2 separate regions of the Mus musculus genome follow, and region 1 is linked to region 2. A link is a contact called in public HiCAR-type data. All regions are on one chromosome and are shown on one strand. The core of a region is the stretch at or near the end of the contact, and the rest is flanking DNA. Distances in the headings are between cores, read along the strand shown. Region 1 holds the start of Ccdc150 (coiled-coil domain containing 150). Region 2 holds the start of 1700019D03Rik (RIKEN cDNA 1700019D03 gene).

Evidence for each region. HiCAR-type assays count read pairs that join an accessible place to other places.
Region 1: a HiCAR-type map of astrocytes shows a contact between it and region 2, with 2.5 times the contacts expected there. The contact joins the promoter of Ccdc150 here to the promoter of 1700019D03Rik in region 2. A contact is called at or near these places in 1 of 39 promoter capture datasets (cranial neural crest), 1 of 115 datasets of contacts at active chromatin or transcription factors (astrocytes) and 1 of 9 other capture datasets (liver).

What each region holds. Positions count from the first base shown.
Region 1 is chr1:54,248,029-54,255,156 of GRCm38.p6, reverse strand. Ccdc150 (coiled-coil domain containing 150) reads right to left here and starts at 4,474. Exons shown (of 28, transcript NM_030025.2): 1 at 4,272-4,474. The coding sequence starts at 4,328. It overlaps Gm51622 (a long non-coding RNA gene), which reads left to right and starts at 4,544. Exons shown (of 3, transcript XR_003947818.1): 1 at 4,544-4,868. Gm25829 (a small nuclear RNA gene) reads left to right here and starts at 5,949; the gene lies at 5,949-6,055.
Region 2 is chr1:52,949,503-52,956,017 of GRCm38.p6, reverse strand. 1700019D03Rik (RIKEN cDNA 1700019D03 gene) reads left to right here and starts at 3,178. Exons shown (of 2, transcript NM_144953.3): 1 at 3,178-3,403.

The DNA.
Region 1 (7,128 bases), core at 3,225-5,724, 1.3 Mb before region 2:
TATTCTAGTCAAACATCAAAGAATACACATTCTATTCAGTAGTACATAGGAGATTTTCTAAAATAGACAGCATCTGAGGATGCATCAAAAAATCTTTACGAAGAGCTCTAGCAGACAGGAGCACAATGATCTGCACCATGGTAGAACACAGAATCAACTTCCATAAATAAATAGCTTTTCTATGTAGCACCAACATACATTCTCATTCACAATGTACTCAAAGAAAATACTGTATGTAGGAATAAACCTAACCAAGGAAGTTGTAGTGATTTGAATCCGTATGACCCCATAGATTCATGTGTTTTAATGCCTGGCCCATAGGAAGTGGCACTTCAAAGACGTGTGGCTTTGTTGAGGCAGGTGTGGTCTTGTGGGAGGAAGTGTGTCACTATGGGGGCAGGCTTTGAGGTCTCCTCTGCTCTAGTTAGGCCAAGTGTGGCACACAGTCTCCTTCTGTTGCCTGCAGATCAAGAGGTAGAAGTCTAAGCTCTATCTCCCAGAACCATGTCTGCCTAGATGCTACCATGCTTCCTCCCATGATAATGGGCATCATGAAACTGTAAGACAGACCCCAACTAAATGTTTTCCTTTATGAGAATTGCCATGGTCATAGTATCTCTCTTCACAGCAATAAAACTCTAACTAAAACAGAAGGGAAGAATCTATATAATGAAAACTTTAAACCTGTTAAGAGATAAAGACACACACACAGGAAAGACAACCCAAAATATATAATTTGTATATATTGAGGGAATAAACTGCTAGATAAAGTTGGCTGCTTCTTTTGTTATTGCTCATATCTAACCCACCAGCAAAGCAGAAACATTGTCTGGATCTGATCATGTGTGACTATTCCACCTATTACCTGCTTCCAGGCAGCTGCAGAGGCTTTTGTCTAGATTATCAAATAGCCTCCAAACTGGTCCTCCTACTTTTACCCCTGTGCTTGTATCATCTGGGATAGGGTAGCCAGCCTGATGAAGTTAAAGTTATGTCACAGCAATCTCTGATGCTGTGATTGGTCACTTGGGAAAACCAGAACTGTTACAGTGGTGTTCACATGGCGTTCACGGCCTGCGTAAGTTGCTCTCATTTCCATCCCGTCTTTGTTCAGCTGACAGACAAGCTCCATAGGGTCAGGGAGTTTTGTCTGGTCCCCGTGTCCTCTCTTGTGCTTATAGCAGATCTCATTGGCAATGAACATTCAGAAAATAGTTGTTAGATATGTGAGGCAATTACTTGGTTTTAACAAAACCACTTTCTGTTGGTTATGATAGATAACACCAGCTGATATCTTTCATTTAAACTGGTAGTAAATGGATATAGCTATTATTCAGTGTAGGAATGGAGTCTATATGTCCACAGAAGTAAGAGTTCCCTTTTCAAATGCTAATACATTGCTTGTGATATTGGGGTGTGTGTGTTTCCTGGAAGTTACTGGCCTAGAATGTCTTTTAGACATATTACCCCTAAACACAGAATTATTTGATAATTGTGGAGTAAATTTTACTTCCATTCATTTTATTGTCACAATTTTTAACGCTGTTGTCTTAGTTAGGATTGCTATCATTGCATCAAAATACCATGACCAGAAGCAATGTGGGGAGGGAGAGGTTTATTCCTGTTCACACTTTTATGTAACAGTTCATACTGAAAGCCATGAGAGCAGGAACTTAAGCAGGGCAGGAACCTGGAGGCAGGAGCTGATGCAGAGGCCATGAGGGGTGCTGTTTACTGGCTTGTTCATCATGGCTTGCTCATCCTGGTTATAGAGCCCAGGATGACTAAGCAGGACAGTCCCACCCACCATGGGCTGGGCCCTTCCACATTAACCATGAATTAAGAAAATGATGGACAGGCTTACCTACTGCCTGATCTTATGGAGGCATTTTTTTCAATTGAGGTTCCCTCCTCTCAGATGACTATAGTGTCAAGTAGACAAAAACAAAACAAAACCAAGCTAGAACATCTATGAATATAAACACAAAAGTGTAATATACATATGTATATACATATATATGTCTATACACACACACATACACACACACACACACAAATTTAAATGACCATCACAATTGTAGGCATCTCAAGAAATAGTATATTGTCTGGGTGACAAATAGATGACTGAGCAGTTAAGAGCACTGGGTGCCCCTCTGGAGGACCTGAGTCCAGTTCCCAGGACTGATGGTGATAGGCCCAGGTTTAACTTCATGCTTGCACTATTTGCTGAAGATGAAGATGTTGCTTTTCACCAGCATTTGCTTTTAGCATCTTTGTAAAATACTAAGCGCCTGAAATGCTGTGTACTCATGTTTGGTTCCTCTGTGTCAGTTTTTATACCAGTACCATACATGTTGTTTTTATTACCACAGCTATGTGATGAATCTTAACATCTGGAACTGTTACCCTCCAGCAATGTTCTCTTTTGCTTAGGATTGTTTGGGTTCTCTGGGATCATTTGTGAGTCCATATGAGTTTTAGAATAGTTTTTTTTTTTTCTTCTATTTCTCTGAAGAGTGAGATGAGGGTTTTGGTTGGGATTTCATTGAATCTGTAAATCGCTTTCTGAAAAATGGTCATTTATGTGGAAAAAAAAATGCCACAAAATGGCCCAGTTTGGTGGTTTCATGATGCCATAGCTTATGCAGGCCAAATTGGTAAGCTCCAGGCTTAGTGAGAGGTCCTATCTCAAAATAATGTAAGGAGTGTTCAGGAAAGACCTGCATGTAGACGCAAACAAATAGACACAAAGACATATACACCTATGCATACGAGTGCACACACACACACACAGAGGGGAAGAGAAAGGAAGAAAAGGGAAGAGGGAAAAAAATGGGGGGGGGGGGAGGTCAGGGGAGGGAAAGGGAGAATGAGAAAGCTATGCTTCTGAGTCAAAAAGTAAAGACAGAAGACAAGCCTGTCCACGGGAGTGCACGAGGAGTTACCCAGGTCGCTGGAGTAAGGCCTCTCCAGAGACCAGTGTTAAGGGCAAATTTTTGGCTGGTGTCAGAACCAGAAAAAGGGAGAAAGGAGGCAGCAAAAGAAAAAAGCTGCCTTTCTGGGATCTCAAAAAACACACAAGCTTACCAGGAAGGGTCTGCTAAGGAAGGAATACATAAATGCATCTCATTACGGTTTATTTATTTACTTATTTTAGGTTTGAGGCAGGGTCTTGTGTAGCTCAAGCTTCCCTCAAACTCGATGTGAGGATGACTTTAAACTTCTCCTCAGGTCTCTACCTCCCAAGGCTAGAATTACAGGCACACACTACCAAATGGTCTTGGCAGGCACTCCGCTGTGCAATAACCCAGGTTCCTCCCATCTTAGGTCTTGTATGTTCCTTTCTACCTTCTGGCTTCAGTTCTCTCTCTTCAGATGACAAAATAGAATTTAGTCCTATGCAGGTGAAGTGCCTGCTTGTCTTCATCAAACCATGGACCAAGTCGTGTGCAAAAGGGGTTATTGGCATTAATCGTACTATGGCATTTGTAGCATAGACTGAGAGACACCACATTTGTATTCATGTCTCTAAAGGGTTTCTAGATATCTGCTGTCAGCATCAGAATGGATCTTACTGTCGCGGAGCATGCAATTTCTGTCGGAGGAAGGAAACGGGTGTGTGTTATGTCCCAAATGGTGCCTGGAAAGCAGCTAGTTTAAAATAGCCCTTTATTTGTCCCTGTGTATAATTCCCTAGCACGGGGGAAGTCCACAAACCAACCAACCAACCAACCAACAAAACCCCAAGAATCTGTGTTTGACCCACGTTGATTCACGTAGGGTTACAATCCTTTTGTTGGTGTTGTTGAGCCTAGCATAGTATCTTGGCTGTTGTGGGTGCCAAACACGACAATACTTAACAAACATCTATCTCCGCTCAAGCAAGAAACAGTGTACAAATACAAATGGAGACGCCTCACGTCCAGGAAGCAAACCAGGGAGGATAACAAGTGGCAGAAAACCATGCCTTAATGTTGAAAAAGCCTTCGCCAGGAACCTTCAACTAACTGTATACCTAAATGGGGAACAGCAACTAAAGTAGAGGTCTCAGCGGCTGGCCACCCTTCTGCAGCTGTGGTCCAACCAAGGCCAACTTAACCTGGCTTGTTTTCACAGCCAGGCAGGGTGCTGAAGCAAGGTAAACCGAGGCTCTAGAGGTCTCCAGGGCCGGACTGGACTCGGGCTGGGAGGGAAAGGAACCTTGTTCTGAGGCGTGGTCTCTCCCCCTAAGCCGCCCACCTCAGTTTCCTGTGTGGGCCCGGCAGCCTCACCCCTGATTCATCCAACAGCCCGTAGCTCGGTCCTCCAGGCAGCAAGTTTGTTTCCATGGAACTAAAACAGCTCTTTAAACCAACCCGCTCGCCAGCAGGGTTGCTCCGGCACGCAGGCGCACCCGAGGTGAGGCATGCCGGGAAGTGTAGTTTTCCCGGCCCAGCAGGGCCCTCCACTTGGGGAGGGACCCTGGCCGGAATCCCTCAGTGCTCCGGGAAACGCGAGACCACGTGACCCGGATGACGCCAAACTCCATTGTGTTTCCAGCAGAGCACGCTGGGAAACGTAGTTGCTGCCCTCTCCTCGATTGGGTCGGCTTTGCCCTAATTACTAGGCGCACCCTGCAGGAAGCAAGAAGAGGCCAAGATCAGATGTTTTCAGTTGTTGGAGAACCAGAGGACCAAATAACGTATGAACTATGAGAAACTAACAAATATTTTGTTAATGAACACAAGAATGTAAAAAAAATCAGCTCGTTCTTGTCAAAAGAATCCACTCGGTCCTCTTTCATAACGATCAGGTAGAGAGTAAGCCACGCAGACGCTACTCTCTAGTCTTCTGTCTCTTCAGCGTAGATTTTGATTCCTTGTTGACAGGTAAACGAAGCCGGTGGAAAGGGAGGAAGGAAGGGAAAGAAGGGAAAAGCCGGGGAAGGAGAAAAAAGGTGTCATGTTTTTCAGTTTTGCCTTAAAAGTGTTTACACTTCGTGAAAACCCTCCTATAGTTAAGAACGTGGTATTCAACTTCACCTGAGTTTCAGGACACAGGACCAAATGATTGGTACCCCACACAGGGCAATCAAAGCTCTTCCTTCTGGCTGAGGGAATAAACCTGATAAACCTAGTCTGAGAGTTGAGTCTGAGAGTTGTCACTTCGCAGGTGTCTTGACAGAAATGCTATTCTGATTCTTTTGGTGACTGGGGCCTCCTGAGCAGGGGGGAGGATACCTGCCCATTGAGCCACAGCTGTTAAGACATTCATAAGACTGTGAATGACCCATGAAAAGAAATGCCTTTGTTCAAAAACAACTTTAAACATAAAAATGAAAACGCATTAGTGCAAAAAAAAAAAAAAAAAAAAAAAAAGCTGGTAATTTTCAGTGTATATATGATTTCACTTCCATTCAACAAGATTTTTCTGTAGAACAGATGAAGGACACATGTATGCACTCCCCAGAAAAGCCTCAGGCTTTGGTGAGATGAGAAAATTCACAAGCTCACGTCTCCCGATTAGGCAGTAGTCAGAGAGTTAAACTGAATTAAGTCGGTGCCTTTCACTTCTTGTGTCCATCACCTGGCAAGTAAGAATTTAGGTCAAACAATTGCAAAGTTGGAGAAATGGATTTAAAATTTTCAATATTGATAATAAATTTATCAGCTAGAGATTCGGTTTCTCTTTAATTGAAAATTCATCACATTCAACATCTAATTTTGTGGTTGGTTTGGGTGGATATTTTTGTTTATTTGTTTGTTGGGTTTTTACTTTTTGAGAGTCATGTTAATATAGTCTAGGTTGGCCTTGAACTCAAGAAAATTCTCCTGTTTCAACCTCCTGAATGATAGTTTCAAACATATATTGCCATACTCTGCTTCTAATGTTGTCTTTGAAGAGACTAGACACACTTTATTTTTTTTGATCTCCCTCCAAATTTTCAACTAATTTTAAAATGTTGACTTGTGCTCGCTTCGGCAGCACATATACTAAAATTGGAACGATACAGAGAAGATTAGCATGGCCCCTGCGCAAGGATGACACGCAAATTCGTGAAGCGTTCCATATTTTTAATAATCAGAACAACAAATGCACTAAATAAAGATAGAATACTAAAAGCAGTAAGGGGAAAAGGTCAAGTAACATATAAAGGCAAGCCTATCAGAATTACACCAGATTTTTCACCAGAGACTATGAAAGCCAGAAGAGCCTGGGCAGATGTTATACAGACACTAAGAGAACACAAATTCCAGCCCAGGCTACTATACTCAGCCAAACTCTCAATTACCATAGATGGAGAAACCAAAGTATTCCACAACAAAACCAAATTCACACATTATCTCTCCACGAATCCAGCCCTTCAAAGGATAATAACAGAAAAAAACCAATACAAGAACGGGAACAACGCCCTAGAAAAAACAAGGTGGAAGGTAATTCCTCAACAAACCTAAAAGAAGACAGCCACAAGAACAGAATGCCAACTTTAACAACAAAAATAACAGGAAGAAACAATTACTTTTCCTTAATATCTCTTAACATCAATGGTCTCAACTCCCCAATAAAAAGACATAGACTAACAAACTGGCTACACAAACAAGACCCAACATTTTGCTGCTTACAGGAGACACATCTCAGAGAAAAAGATAGACACTACCTCAGAATAAAAGGCTGGAAAACAATTTTCCAAGCAAATAGTATGAAGAAACAAGCTGGAGTAGCCATCCTAATATCTGATAAGATTGACTTCCAACCCAAAGTCATCAAAAAAGACAAAAAGGGGCACTTCGTTCTCATCAAAGGTAAAATCCTCCAAGAGCAACTCTCAATTCTGAATATCTATGCTCCAAATACAAGGGCAGCCACATTCATTAAAGAAACTTTAGTAAAGCTCAAAGCACACATTGCACCTCACACAATAATAGTGGGAGACTTCAACACACCACTTTCACCAATGGACAGATCATGGAAACAGAAACTAAACAGGGACACACTGAAACTAACAGAAGTGATGAAACAAATAGATCTGACAGATATCTACAGAACATTTTATCCTAAAACAAAAGGATATACCTTCTTCTCAGCACCTCATGGTACCTTCTCCAAAATTGACCACATAATAGGTCACAAAACAGGCCTCAACAGATT
Region 2 (6,515 bases), core at 1,929-4,428:
ACCTGGGCCCTTGTGAGGTGTTGTTTTGGCCTTTGATTTGGTGAACTATTAGAAAAGAACTTTCTCACAGCAGTATGATTGAGGTTGGCACTGAGCTTCAAAGCCTTCTTAGGCACAGGGTCAGCTGGGAGGAGTGGGAAGGCTGTGTAAGTTTGCAGGAAGAAAGTTGGATGCTATTTTCATACTCAAAGAGCTCTTCACAAAGAAGCATTCTTAGGTGTCTTGCTTGCTTGGACTACAGAACATGTTCAAGAATCAACATGTGTGGCTGGTGAGAAGTCTCAGCAGTTAAGAGCACAGACTGTTCTCGCAGAGACTCCAGTTCTACGGCAGCTCACAACTGTCTGTAACTCTAATCTCAGGGGATCTGACTCTCTTCTAGGTACCAGACTTATGTCTAGATGCACAGAAATACATACAGGCAAAACATCTATACACATAAAACAAGTATTTTTAAAGGATCAACATGTATTACAATTTCCTGTATTGTAAATCTTTCCATTTCAAAACCCAGGTCTGGGTCTGAAAAACGTGTGTCTTTCACCTACTCACAGACAGGTATCTGGAGCTCTCTGTCAAATCTGAATAAAATCCTGGCACATGTAAGAAAAGTCCATGACTGCAGAGACCATTTTAGCCTGAATATCCTCAAGCCCCATCGGCAGAGGGCGCCAGATTCTCTGCAGTAGCCTTCTATCCAACTCCTTTCCATTCATATCGATCAAAACCAACCTCCAATCTCCAGAGAAAAGTCACCACTGGCTTGGAATCCGGCTTCTGGATGTGAGGAGGGAGGGGAGAGGGGTATACCAAGAAGACTGGCTGTGTGCAATGCTGGGGAACCTGAGGATTGTCTCCCATCCTCAGCCCATTGTGCATCCATCAGGGTAGCCCGACACTGGTGCAGTCTCTAAGACAAACTCTTGACCATCCATGGAGAGGAGAGGAGGGTCAGGCCTGGATCTGACAATCACAGTATGGTGCCAGACCTTTCTCCTCTGGTGTCAGCTTCTTTCTTAGACCAAAGGTTAAGAGTAGATGACTCCTCATAAAGATGATCCAGTGTGACCTCGAATAGAGCAGAATTAGCTTACACTTGGGGCTAGGGAGATAGTCCAGTGGCTAAAGTGCTTGCTGTGCAAATAGGACACTAGAATTGAGATCCTGAGCACCCATGTAAAACCCCAGGTGTCACAGTGTGCCTGTACCTCAGTGCTGGGAAGAGGAAGTCAGAAGCCCAGGGGCTTGCTGGCAAGTCAGTCTAGCCACATTCACCAGCCCCAGGTTCAGTGAAAGACCCTTTGTCACAATAGGAGGAGAGTAATAGAATAAAACATCTGACATGGACTTTTGGCCTCCACCTGCAGTCACGGGCACACACCCACACACACAGGCATGTACACACACATACTCTCCAACACACACTCACATAAAGAAAGTAATATGCTTGTGTCTGGAGTTCCATTATGACGGAAGCCAGAGACTAACATTTTCTTCTCTGCCCTGCTAACTAGGATGGATAGCTACAAATTTCTTCTCTCCCAGAGCCCATCAAGGCCTAACACTTGTCACTCAGGATTGGGCTAGAGATCACTTAAAATAATAGCAACATCGGTTGACTGAACTGAGAAAGATAAAAGCAAGCAAATAACATTGCATTTAATCATAATTATTTAGCACAGTGTGCTTGAAATGTATGTGAATGCATGCTCCATTTAGATATAATCAACTTTGTACACTGCAATAGTTGCTTATCAAACAAATCAATTTAATATTCATATTCTGTTTGTCTGGTGCCATTAATCACACTAAATGAAAAAATTGATATGTTTGAGGCACAATATTTTCAGGTCAAAGTTACCTTAGCTGATTTGCACAGAACTAAACTAAAATGCTGGATTCACTTAAAGCTGAGCTAGGTCTGGAGGGACTTCTTAGATCCTTTGCTCTCTGAGTTAATTTTTTACTGAAATGGACCTCCAAAAGGCCCTGTTTATGTTAGCCTATAGGCTTCAGGCTTTTCTTTAGGAGTGGGGAGAGAGGAAAGTGCTGAAGTGTGTGTGTGTGTGTGTGTGTGTGTGTGTGTGCCCTTGGGTAGCATCTTCAACTGCTCTGGACCTAATTTACTTGAGTCAGGGTCCTTCATGAAACCTGAAGGTTGCCCCTTTGGCTGTGGGTTCTCAGGAATCCACTCATCTCTGCATCCCCGCCCCCCCCTCCCCCCAATCCTAAGGCTGGGCTCAGCCTAAGCATCTGCATCTGTAAAGCAAGGAACTGAGAGAGTTCTGCTGAGGTCCCTTGGGGCATGAATTTTGCATTGACAATCCATTGTAGGACAGGATGGAATAATGGTTCTTTTGTCATTCTCTTGGGGCGGTTACTGACGATGGGAATCACACAGACAGATGCAGGCATCTCATGGAATGAGGTCTAACTGAATAATGGCTATGTTTTGAGGCGCTTGTTTCCTTAAAGGGTAAGAATATGATCTTTCTTGATGTTTTGTTTTGAGAAACAAGCGTTTCGATATTTGGGTACTCGGGGATAGAAAAGTGCAATACTGGACGCATTTTTAAATTTAGAAGTGCTTGGTGCACTTCCGAGTGCACTGGGGCAAAGTACTTAGGTCTGGTGGTGTCTTAGGGTAGAGCTGCGAGGCGTGGCGTTGGGATCAAAACAGGTTTGACTGCTAAACTGGCACTGGAGCAGCGCAGCCTTCAGGGGAGGGCCCCGGGGCAGGTGACAGGAGATCACCTGCGGGGCTGGCGCCACGCTGCAGCACCGGACGAGCCGCGCCTGCTCCCACGTGGACAGAGATCAGGTGATGTCTCAGTCCAGGTGGCTCTGGGGATGTGGGGCAGGAGAGGGAGATACAAGCTCACTTAGCTTTCATACTTGGTGGTCTGGATCTTGCTGGGGAGGTGGAGCCGTGTGTGAATAGGTTGCCGGGTGGGAGTGCGAGCTGTGGCCCAGCACTTCGGATCCCTTTGGTTGTGCTTGGAACCCAATGCTGTTGGGCAGGGGTAGCCCCTGGCGGTGCCAACACTGAGGGTTGTGCTCCGTAGCCGCGGGTCCCTTGGCTCCACTTTCAGGGAGCGAGCCGCGAACTCGTGAGCAGTTCTGGGAGGAGGGGGGTGGATTAGGAGGGGTGCAGGGGGAGGAGCCGGGACCACTGCCGAAGGACGTCCGCCCTACTCCAGGGGAGACGTTGTCTCTGCTGCCCGGCCATGCCGCACCTTTTCAGGCTTCGGCTCCCTTCCTGAGGCCCCGCCCTGGGGGGCAGCACCCACCCTGGGAGCCCGGGCTGCGGCCAGGGGCATGAGAACAGCCAAGCGCCCGCGCCTCCTCGGCCGAGGCCGCGCAGACTTGCGATGGCGGTGCAGCTGGCCCGCTGCAGTGTAGGGTAAGTGAACATCTGGAAGGTGGGTGTCCTGCTCCGATGCTGTGACCTTTTGACTTTCCAACCCAGGAAAGCCGGAGTTGCAGTAGTTAATTTTATCTAACATTTCACAGCCAGCTGTCCTGGACACAACCTCACATCCTAGGTTCCTTAATTGAGCCTTTAGCTCCATCTTCTGATCTTGTTCCGAGCCCACAAACTAAAGTATTTCATTGCTCATTGCAAGATGCAGGTTCATCCTCCTCCCCACCTGAAGAATGAATGGAGGTTTTCCGGTAAGGACACTACATGCACAAGTCAAGCTGTCAGGCTTGTGCTGAGTGGCACATGATTAGCAGAGTGTCTGTACTCTTGGAAGCTGTGGGAGGCTGAATCCTGAGGGGAAATGATGCAAATGAAAGAGAAATGAAAGAATAGACAGTGGGAGCCCAGCTACCAGAGAAAGCTCCAGACGCAGTCCAGTCGTTTCTCTTCTATTGCTGTTTTGACCCCTCCCCCATCTTTTACTGAAGGTAACAAAACAACATAAACTAGTGGGTAAACTGTCCACCTCTTTTTAAAGATCCGTCACTGCCCGTATATATGAGATGGAGATTTTTGGCAAAATTTCAGGGGGATAATATAGCTAAGCACGAGTCAAGAAAATCCGTTTTTCCTTTGAAAGGGGTTTTATTTCCTGACACAGCTATCTTGTATGTATGGATGGGAAATGGTATTAAGTATAGCAGAAAGGTTCTGGGAAAAATAGTAACTTCATATTTACTCTTTTCTTTCTTTTTTTCTTTTTGCTGTGTAAGAAAAATAACTGTAGGTACATTATGAGATAATAAGGGTACTTTAAACTGTGGTCTGCCCTCAGGCAATTTCAGTATGCTGTCCACACAGCACTGCTGCCAGAAGCCAGGTTCTGATTGGCCACTTCAGTGTGAGGAACTCAGTGTTTGGAGTTATATCCTGCTCCTGTCAGAAAAGCCGTGTTTACACTGAGCTGACTTCTGCTTGTGTCTCCTCAGTCCTGCCCCAGCCAACAACCTTTCAACTTCCAAGATTACATTCAGGATGTCTACTTCTCTTTGAAAAGAAAGTCTAAAACTTTAAATTTGGAGCTCACTCCCTAAAAAAAAGTAAAGAAAAGAAAAAGAAAGAAAGCAGAGAAGACAGTAGAGAAAGGAAAGATGTGTGGTGATAGAGTTTCTGTCTGCTTTAGCTGGCTGCTGTAAGGATGAAACTGTTAACCCACACAGTGCATACAGGTGCTCGGGAGACAGAATGTTTTACTTTTCTTTAATGAGTAACCAAACTCGAGTTAAACACATCAGCTTATCCTGAAACCATCAAGCAAATACTCTGAGCTTGACTAAAAACTCATACGTCCCTGTTGTTGTCAAGCTGACTTTCTTCCTCTTTAATCTGTGCAGCTTGGTGGTTTTGAGGGGGAACGCTTTCTCTCTTGGTTTATATTACTTTAAACCTCTAACTTCCACTTTAATGCATCCATCCCAGCTTTGATTCTGACATTCATTGTGTCAATTCTACACATCTGAGGAATTTGCTTGAAGTTCAAGTCAATGCAATGCACAGGGCAGGCTTTTATGTTGAAGGTTGCACAGTTAGAAGCCGGTGGCACAGCAGAGATGGTTCCAGGATTTTGAAGTCTGGTACTTATTATTCCTTTTCCAAAAATGAGGTTAATGCCATCCACTTTCAGGGTGAGTGCTGAAATTCAAAGTACTGAAAAAGCCAATCACAAGAGTGGCCGGAGATCTAGTTGGTCTCTAGCAGATATTGCTCGAATTAGTGAGCCGGATAAATTCTACACTTACACTGTTCTAGTTCATAGACTGGACTTTTTGAAAAGGTTTCATGAAAGGGAAGTTTAATCAAGTGCCTTGCTAAAAACAAACAGACTCTTAAGTTTTACCTGTGATTGACCAGAGTAACCAATCACTTCCAATTCTAGAAATACAGACCACTACCCCTGCCCAAGTGTTGCCTGCTCAAGTCTTTAATTTTACCAGAGATTGATATCAAACTGGTCTATAAAGCTTAGGAATTCTAATTCACTTTCTCCTGTTGGTTTTTTTTTTGGGGGGGGGGGTTGGGGTTGGGGTTTTTTTTTTTTTTTTTTTTGATTTTTCGAGACAGGGTTTCTCTGTGTAGCCCTGGCTGTCCTGGAACTCACTTTGTAGACCAGGCTGGCCTCGAACTCAGAAATCCGCCTGCCTCTGCCTCCCAAGTGCTGGGATTAAAGGCATGCGCCACCACGGCTTCCTCCAGGATTTTGTATTAGAGACTAACATTGGGCAAAGTTATGTGAGCAACTGCAGCTTCTTGAAACCTTCTTCTCATAGGATTTCGGGAGATTCTCTGGATATTCTTGTGCACACAACCCCAGGTTTTCTTGGAATGCTGGAGTCTGAGTGACTGGAATGGGGAGGCACAAGCAGTCTGTCTTCAGCTGGTTCCTCAGTTCTCTCTCCTCTTCCATCCTTTCCAGCTGAAGCTTACAAGGCTGGCACACAGCTGCTTGCTTTCTCTAACACTAAAAGACGCGGGTGGACATGGATGCTGGAACAGGCCAGCTCCAAGGAGGAGTGGGGAAGCCAGTGCTTTTAAACATGTTTCAGGGAACCTTCCCTCCCCTGAAATACTGAACCATTAGCCACAGGCAGCAACAGATATGCTAACTTCTTAAAAGAAATATCAAGTATTTCTAGTCAAGGTTTAAGATTTTTTTCTGAGTTCTTGGTCTCTGACCTGGAGTCCAAGTACATTTGAATCCTGAGTTCTCTTGTGTCTCCAAAGAAGAATAATGTTCGCTTTTCAGTGTTCAGAATTAGGAAGACTGCTGCCTGGAAGTTAATCTAATGCTCAGCACTTAATTCCCTCTAATTATTTGTACCTCCTACTTGTTCTAAAGTATCTGAATTGGTTTCACTTTGTAACATAATGTCTAAAATTGAATTTAGAGAGGGAGAAAAAAGAGTTCTTTGCTGTCTTGTGAGTGAGTGGTGCTTGAGAAACCCGTGGCTAAAAGGCATTGTGACATAAAACGATCTTATCACATGTGTATGCAACATATGCGACACGAGGGGCCTTCATTGGGTCTGAGATT